Linked DNA regions of Triticum aestivum: region 1 is linked to region 2. The links are chromatin contacts, called in public Hi-C maps. All regions are on one chromosome and are shown on one strand. The core of a region is the stretch at or near the end of the contact, and the rest is flanking DNA. Distances in the headings are between cores, read along the strand shown.

Evidence for each region. A called contact is a pair of places that touch in the nucleus more often than the background predicts.
Region 1: a Hi-C map of leaf shows a contact between it and region 2, with 6 times the contacts expected there. The contact joins the promoter of LOC123132660 here to the promoter of LOC123132658 in region 2. A contact is called at or near these places in 2 of 5 Hi-C or Micro-C datasets (both in leaf).

What each region holds. Positions count from the first base shown.
Region 1 is chr6A:173,101,024-173,105,416 of IWGSC CS RefSeq v2.1, reverse strand. It overlaps LOC123132660, which reads left to right and starts at 2,636. Exons shown (of 3, transcript XM_044552514.1): 1 at 2,636-2,860; 2 at 3,787-3,841.
Region 2 is chr6A:172,589,037-172,593,321 of IWGSC CS RefSeq v2.1, reverse strand. LOC123132658 (zinc finger CCCH domain-containing protein 14) reads left to right here and starts at 1,686. Exons shown (of 3, transcript XM_044552512.1): 1 at 1,686-1,966; 2 at 2,584-2,644; 3 at 3,698-4,285. The coding sequence starts at 1,900.

The sequences.
Region 1 (4,393 bases), core at 1,387-3,886, 510 kb before region 2:
TTTTGCACCACTCGGTCACTGATGGCGCGGGCCCTGTCGGGATGTCGAACATCTCATTGAACAACCTAACTACGTCTGGCTCCACTTCATATGCAACCTTCCTCTGCCCCCTTGGCAAACCCCAGATTCTTTCTACGCTTGCTGCATCAACTGGGATCTTCCCCCTATCTGGGATAACAAGCTGCGACAACTCTGGATCATAACACTTCGTCACAAACTTCACAAGATCTCCTTTCATTGTTCTTGTCCCGATATCAAGCACATCCCAAAGCTTATATCACCAATGGCATCCTTTTGTGTATCATCGAGGCCACTGTTTAGGAGAAAAATCTTGAAGGTGATGCCCTGTTCCTCGGTGGTGGCCCACTGCTACCAATTTGCATACAAATTTAAAAAATGAGCAACCCACTATATTAAGCTGAGCAACTCACTGTACTAAACTAAGCAACTAGATCTATATTGAACTGCAACTGTTAGTACTAAACTAGGCAACTGCTACACTGCTATTCTGCTGCTTATCAAATGATAGGAGTGCATATACAAAAAGAAAATGCCATGCTGACTTGAGCATTACATATTTCAAGGATGCCTCCCTTCTTTCAAGTTTTTCATAAGAAAAATAGCTCATCCGCAACTTTCTTCGCACGTTTCAGATTTCTCCCTCCTTCATCACGAGGGGCGGAATCAGTGCCCCGTTTCCCTGCCCGACCACCCCGGGCATAATTGGTGGCCCGTTTCCCTGCCCAACCACCCCGTACAGGATCCTGATTCTCCCGCCCGCGCTTGCGTCCAACATTACTCCTTGCTGGTTGAGCTGCCACTTCTTCTCCCTCATTTTCACCATCAGTTCTACCCGCATGCCTTTTGCTTTTTGGAGCCATTATGTACAAGAAAACACAAAAAAAACCATGTTCATGAAAACAGATACAACCAGATACAAAAGCCCTATAACTCAACTGCTCAAATGATACTACTTGCATCTGGAGCTAACATCACTGTCATTTGGAGGTGAACAAAACTCCATTTATTCCCTACCCAGAGATAACTCAACAACTGAATTGCTAGTGCTTGCAAAAGCAATTTGGTATTGAGAACTATGCAACTACTCATTATTTTGTGGCAACTAAAAATAAAGCACATAAAAAACTACTCATCACAAAAAAAGTCACATGTTCATCTTCATCACATTAGCTAAAAGATCAAAAACACTCAGGCTTTGCCGCTTATTCATGAGAGATATCTCATCTCCTATTCATAGTTGCAATGAAGGACCGCAACTCGATGGTGGATATAAGCAACGTCATGTTTCATACAGTAAATTTAAAGAACACTACAAAAAGGACATCAACTTGGTGTTGCAAATCTAGGCAATAACTAAAACTAAAATCAACCAATCACAAAAACCATTTCCCCCCAAAAAACAGTGCATCCCCTGACCCCTCGATGAACTGCCCAAGTCAGATACATCCCCTGACCCGCCTCCTCGCAAATTTGTAGAAAAAAATCTAAGCAACTAGCATCAAATTTATGAACAACTACCCAAGTAAGATGCATCCCCTGACCCTCCCCTCGCAAAAATTTGTAGCAAAAAACTAAGCAACTAGCATCGAATTTATGAGCAACTGCCATCAAAAAAATGAGCAACTGCCCCCGGTAAGATGCATCCCCTTGCCCTGTCCCTCCATCTCACAAATTATAGGAAAAATCTAAGCAACTCCATCGAAATTATGAGCAACTGCGTCTTGAGAAGCAAGCAACATCGAAAACACGAATCCTATGCGCCCGTCACTAGGATTCGGTCGCGTGTATCCCCTTACAGCGACTCAATCCCGCCTACCCCTAGCACAAACCCACCCCTCCCCTCCCCCGCCATAGCAACGCCATGCCCTCCAAAAGCATTCACGACGCGGAGCCTGAGGACGCCATGGACAACCTCGTGCCCGCCCCCTCATCGAAACCCTAACTCCATGGAGCGCAAACAGGGGAGCAGAGCGAGAAAAAGAGGGGAGCAGGGGAGGAGGAAATAGCGGTTTACCTCCGCCTGCAGCCGGCGACTCGCGGCGCTCGTGGACGGCCTCCCGCACCGGCGACTCCACGTCGGATCCACCACTGCAGCACCCCGCCTCGCCGGGCCGTTGCTAGAGGAGAGGAAAGGAAGAGAGAGAGGAGTTCGAATGAAATCTGCGGGGGCTGCGGGTGGTTTCGAACAAGATGAGCGGGGGGTGTGGGCGGGGGGAGCGGTTTCGCCTGGAATAAAGGGGCCGGGCCACCACTCGCCCCACGTTTCGCGCAATCCATAACGGACATCTGGTCGGGACGAATCGCGCGCAGGCACATCGCATCGGACGACTGTAGTCCATGCACTCGCGCCAGCGAGTGAGCGCAGCTGCATGAGTCAGACTTTAGGGCGAGATATTATTTCCTCGAACTTACCCTCGCTGGGTGAATGCCAGATCTTTGGTTAGGTTAGGCGGATGGTAAAGAAAAACAATTTTTATTCATTATGTAATAATTGGAGCCAAAGTCCGAACCCGTCAAAATCTGGCTGTGGGTACGGCCCCATCAGAGAGACCCCACCAGACCTGTGACGGGGCTCGCACCCGATACCGTCCGGATCCATACCTAGTTTGGGCTCCAACCCCTTAACCCCTTGACCTCACGTCCGCTCACAAGCGCGAGTACTCATTTGCTCGGCCGCCGCTGGTGCGAACAGAGAGCCGCCCGCCCCCCTTCGTCAGATTTCGAGCGCAAACCGCAAACCCTCCCCCCACCTTCGCCTCCCCTTCGTCGGCGTCGCCCGCTTCCCTTCGCCGGAGGCTCGCGTCCCGGCCCGCCCCCCGCCGCCTCCTCCGCCGATTAGGTACGCGCCGCCCTCTCTCCCGGCCGTTGAGGCCACGCAATCCCCTTTTCTCGGAACTCCACAAAACCCTAATCAACGCCGGCCAGCGAATGGTTCGCGCGCGGGGCTGCCGCGGGCTGAGCGGCGATGCGGGTGCGCGTGTCCAGTGATGCGTGGCTGAACTTGGGCCGGGGAGCTCGTCGTTTGTTTGAACCCCCGCTTTAGCGTCTTGAGGCGAAAATAGGGCTGGGGTAAAACCGAAGTGTTTTGAGGTCATAATCTTGTCTGAACATGCGCGCGCGCGCAGATGAAGAGATCCTTTCTCTTTCACGGGCAAAAAAGGGGTACTAGGGGATACGAGTAGCTTTCCTGCTTGAAGATTCGAACCATTTCTCCTATTAGTAATTACACATCTTGAGCACACATTGTTTGTAAGACTACCCGTCGACACGAAGAATACAATGTTCTTGTGTTGTTTCATAGTGGCTGTGGGTGCCACACCCTCAAACATGTGTCTTGTGTTGTTGGTTTAATATCTCCATCTCTATAATTATGAAATACGAATCTCATAGGTTTAACGTTCCAAGATCTGTTTAAAATAAACATTGTAAACATAAACACGGAGTATTCACAACGAAGTCACACTTGTGGTGATATTATTCACTGAACAAACTATCAAAAAAATCACGAATACAATGAAATATAGTCGACCCTATGCTTGCCTCCAGGGCGTGTTTTTGACACCTTACCTCCCTAGTCCCTACATAACTGTGGATCCAAAAATAAAAACAATGTATAGCCTGCTATCATATTTGTTTTTTGGCTGATTTATTATGTTTATTGCGTGTGTGTGTTAGAGAGAGGCAAGTAGGGAGGGACATATGAAGTTGATATGTAGAATTACATTTGAAATTTGCATATGATTCTCATTATCATTATTTTCGCAGATAATACCAAGCTTGTCCTTGCTGTGTTTGTTATGATGGTCATCTGTATTCTGTGGTAAGTAGTAAGTACTTTTTCCCGTTCTCTTGCACCTTTAAGAAGCACTACTGTCCAAACAGACATTGAAATTGTTTGTCCTATCCTTATGTACAATACTAGCTTAATTCACAGGAACTTTATTTCCATGCATCCTATTATTTGGCACAACTGGGTAATTTGTCCTACTGCTTTCTAGATGCAACATTAGGCATTCGGCCTTCTACACAGGGGTTTGTTTATAGTTTGCGTGTTTGAATTCTGGAACATATTTTATTATCAATGTCCGAAATGCTGATTTGACTGTAAGGTACTAAGGTTTACTTTTTGCCTAACTGGCTTAATTGGAACTAGAGTTGTACAACATCATAAGACATGCAACCTTTAGTGCACCCTCACGATATCTGATGTGTAATCGTGTACTTGATTTCTGTTATTTGCAATGTTGTGGGTCCATTTACCATGAGATTTACAAATCTCTTGATTAGTGCTAGATATTTGCCTTTGGCTGAAACCAAAGATACTGCAAATGCACTGATATTTTAGTTACATTCTTAGCCTCTAAGAAAGAAA
Region 2 (4,285 bases), core at 437-2,936:
ACCCGCTGGAGCAACTATACCGGTTGCGCGCACGCTAAAACGGGCAATTTTGCGGCGCGGCACTAGTTTGGCGCGGCCGTTGGAGATGCTCTTACATGTGTGCCCTAAGATTGGTGTGTAATTATCCCGGAGATAGCCCAGTCCAGAGAGCACACTTCTTGCTCGCCTCTTCTCTCTCTCGCTACTCGCTAGGGTTCACTGCTTTCGCCGCAGAGCGCCTGCCCACCTCCCATCGCCTCCCTCCTCCATCCATGGCCTCATGCTCTTTCATCTCATAGCAATCACAAATCCAATGGGTTCAAGGTTGTTGCAGTTCTCCTGTGTTGTGTTGCAACTTCGACATCGTCATTTCATTGGGAAAGAGGTACGCCTTGTCGATTCAGCATAAGAACCCACATGGGGAAATTAAGTAAGTGAACACAAAAAAAAACTCAAAACACAAAACACAAAACACAAAAAGAGCATAAAATGGCCAGCTTGGAGGAAGGGATTCGATCTTGATCCAACCAGGGGGGCAAGAGAGGAAGCTGAATGTGTTGAAGGGGTAATGAAATTTGCATACTTGGGAGATGTCTATGGGTCGGAGTGTTGGATGTCATGCTTGGTGAACACCCTTGCCGCGCACCCATGTTGATAATCATCAAGGATGATCATCCTATACCCTATGAAGATCACCTTACAAAACAAGAAAAAACGCAGATTAAAATGTGGTAGATGAGTCATGTGGGTAGTCGAAGACCAAGAAGTTGTTGTACCGGCTAGGCACTTCCCCGGTGACATCACCAATGGTGAAGGGGAAGAAATCCCATGCGTACGTCGTCGTCGACAGAGCGACAACCAACGATGAAGAGCTCCCCCCCTCCCTAAGCTCCTTGTCATTCCGCCGACACAAGAATGCCATTCAGGAGGTACTGCTCACCACGTCATGATTCTCGTCACCGTAAGCATTCACATAGTATCACTTGTGTGGAGAAATATGGATGTGGAAATCCAGCCTCATGTTCAACCCCCGTCCTATTTTATGTAGTGTTCCTCATCTTCATTGCACGAAACGGAGTAGTGGCGCCACACGAGGGGGGTGGCTGCCAGGGCATTAAAGAAGGTGAGAGCAGAAGATGGTGTGGAAACTCCATGGGAGACGGTGACTGGGAAGCCGCTGGAGGGATCACATGAGCATGAAAGGGGATGGGTGGTGAAGGATGAGCCGAGGGGTGAGGTTGACGACAAAGTTCTGAGTGATATCATGGCACATTTGCAACGGGCCACGAGCTTGTGAATGAACGACAACCCAAAAGGTAGAGTGTCAATGGTTTCAAATGCGGAAGAAAGTAGCATGCATGAAGTAATACATGAGAGATTTCTATGAAACGGATATAATTTGTTCATAGAAATGTGTCGACCCCTCTAATTCATTTTTTACATTAAGTGAATGGATATCACTACCATTCTGCATGAAATTATGTTATTTTGACAAGCTCCCACGTTTCATAGTGAAGTATGACTGTGGGCAGATTAGATTTCAAAAATTTAGGCACCGCGAAACAAAGAAACGAAGAGGAGAAGAAAAACAAAAATAATATTAAAATGTCTTCTCGAACCATCCGACCCGGCCGTTTGACCCAACACCGCGCTCAGAATTTAAGTACCACGAAATGGAGAGGAAAAAACAACTAAAATGTCTTCTCGACCCATCCGGGCCGGCCGTCCGACCCAACACCGCGCCCGTAGCCTATCCGACCGGTAGCCTTTTAAGCCTTTCCTCACTCCTCCGTCCGGATCTCTTCAGCGACCGTGCCGTGCCGTTCCGGTAGCCTCCCTCCGTCCCTGCTCGCCGCCACGACTCACAGGCCACAAACCCTAGCCAAGCTCGCCGGAGCTACCGCGTGCGCGCACGCAGCGATGGAAGGCGGCGGACGCAAGAGGGGCACGGCCGACGGCGCCGCCGTCGGAGGCAAGCGCACGCGAGGTGAGTCGGGTGGAGCCCTGCCCTAAATCACCCTCCCCGGCGGCTTCTCTAGGGCGCCCTTCTTCTGTAGTCCGGTGAAGCTTCCGGCTTAGTGTTCCCGGGGAATGCCGCTGAGTTGCTCTGTTGCTAGGTTAGGGTTTTGGGATTTTTTTTTTGGGGGGAAGCTAGGTGGTGCGGTGGCCTGATGGGATCTGTACTTCTCCATGGTTGGGTTTTGGGGGTATTCAGAAGCTCGCGTTGCTTACGATATGCCAATTCGCCGCATGCTGGTTTGTTGGGGATCAGTAATTTTACCCGAGCACATGAATATTCGCCTATTAAATGTCGCGTATTGTTGCCTTGCTCGATTGGAGCTGTCTGCCTCTTTTTTTCTGTATTCTGCGCATTAATACTTGGCATGCCCTCGCTCCCTACTCAACAATTCGCCTGGAGTTTGGAGCGAGGCTCTGAGTGCTGGATACTAGTTCAAGCTGAAGAGTTCCTACTAGTAATCTATGCTTCGACTAATGCACTATATTGTACAATTAGTCAACAGCCTATTAATGTCCTTTTATGCATCGCGATTAGTTAATCAACAGCTTATTAACTTGGCGCGCATAATTAATTTGATTCAACAGAATCGGAGTCATTTCAAACCGGCGTAGGAAGCAAATCGAAGCCATGCACCAAATTTTTCAGGTTATAGTCCAACTTAAAATGAACTCCACCTGGTAACATTTATTCTGCATACCTGTTATTTTGTTAAAACTTTACTTTTATCTTGAAAGAATGCTTGCTGCTAACAAATCATTTAAGCAAGATTGTGCGACAGGTTCTCCCTAATCCAAGCTTAAGAACTTCCACTGGAGTAAAAATTGGAATGTGCATGGGCTGTGCAAAATCACTTCTGAATATGTGAAAGTGCAAGAACAGTATAAGGATATGTAACTTCTTTTCAGACGAACAACCAGCCAGTAATATCATATGATACAGCCTCTTGTTGAATTGAGAGAAAAGAAGATTGAATATATGAGTTGGACACTTGAAATTCTGCCAGTAATATCATGATACAGCCTCTTATCAAATTGAGAGAAAAGAAGATTGAATATATGAGTTGGACACCTGAAATTCTGCCACATATATCCTTCTTGATATATACTATTTATTCTAACATTTGGTACATGCAAGAATAGTTTTACTGTATGGTTTAAAATTATATGTCCATCAACAGTTGCTTGTTGAGTCATTGAAGCATCACAAGCAGTAATAAAATTTGTACTTATGATCCGTAAGAGAGCCTTCCTGAAACAGACGTTCAACAAACATCAGTATTTAAGTACTTTGATGAAGACACATATAGCAGAGAATGTTGACTATGGAACTGTTCAATTTTTTCTCTTGCCGAAACGCACATGAATAGTTTCTTGTCTGCCAAACTGCATATGATTTGGTGATGCAGAATGAGCCAACACAGAGAAATGATTATTATCAACAAACATTCGAAATGTAGATTAGTTCCACTCTATATCAGAACATCATTCACTGTAGAACTTCTCTTCTGTCCATTTGGATTGTAAGTTTGCCCTAGGATGTTTATTGTTCTTCAGATGCTATCAACACCTGTAATCATATTCCTGAGCCTTTTGGCTTATGAATTTTGATGTCTGCATCCTCCCAGTCAATATCAGTTGTGCTTAAATGAATTGTTTTGCTAATTAATTTACTTACCCATATCTTATTCTCATTGTGCAGTACCGCTGGTTGCCCCTTTGGTGAGGGTTGCCATTTCCTCCATTACTTCCCCGGTGGCCACCAGGCTGTTGCAAAGATGAGCAACCTAGGTGGCCAAGCATTTGCACATCCCCAAGGAAGAATGCCCTCAGGATCTGCTGTTCCAGATGGCCACCCTACACCAACTGTCAAGACTAAATTGTGCAACAAGTATAACACTGCAGAGGGATGCAAATGGGGCGACAAGTGCCACTTTGCACATGGTGAGAGGGAGCTCGGCAAGCAGACGTTCATCAACAACTCCATGCCACCCCATATGGGACCAAGGCCCACTGGTCACTTTGGACCTCCGGCAATGCCCAGCCCTGGCATGGCCACCCCGGCAGGCTTCGGGGCTTCTTCCACAGCCAAGGTCAGCGTCGATGCATCCCTCGCAGGCGCCATCATCGGGCGGGGCGGAGTCAACACAAAGCAGATATCCCGGGTCACCGGGGCCAAGCTGGCCATCCGGGACCACGAATCGAACGAGGCCTTGAAAAACATTGAGCTCGAGGGCACGTTTGATCAGATCAACAACGCCAGCGCCATGCTCAGGGAGTTGATCTTCAG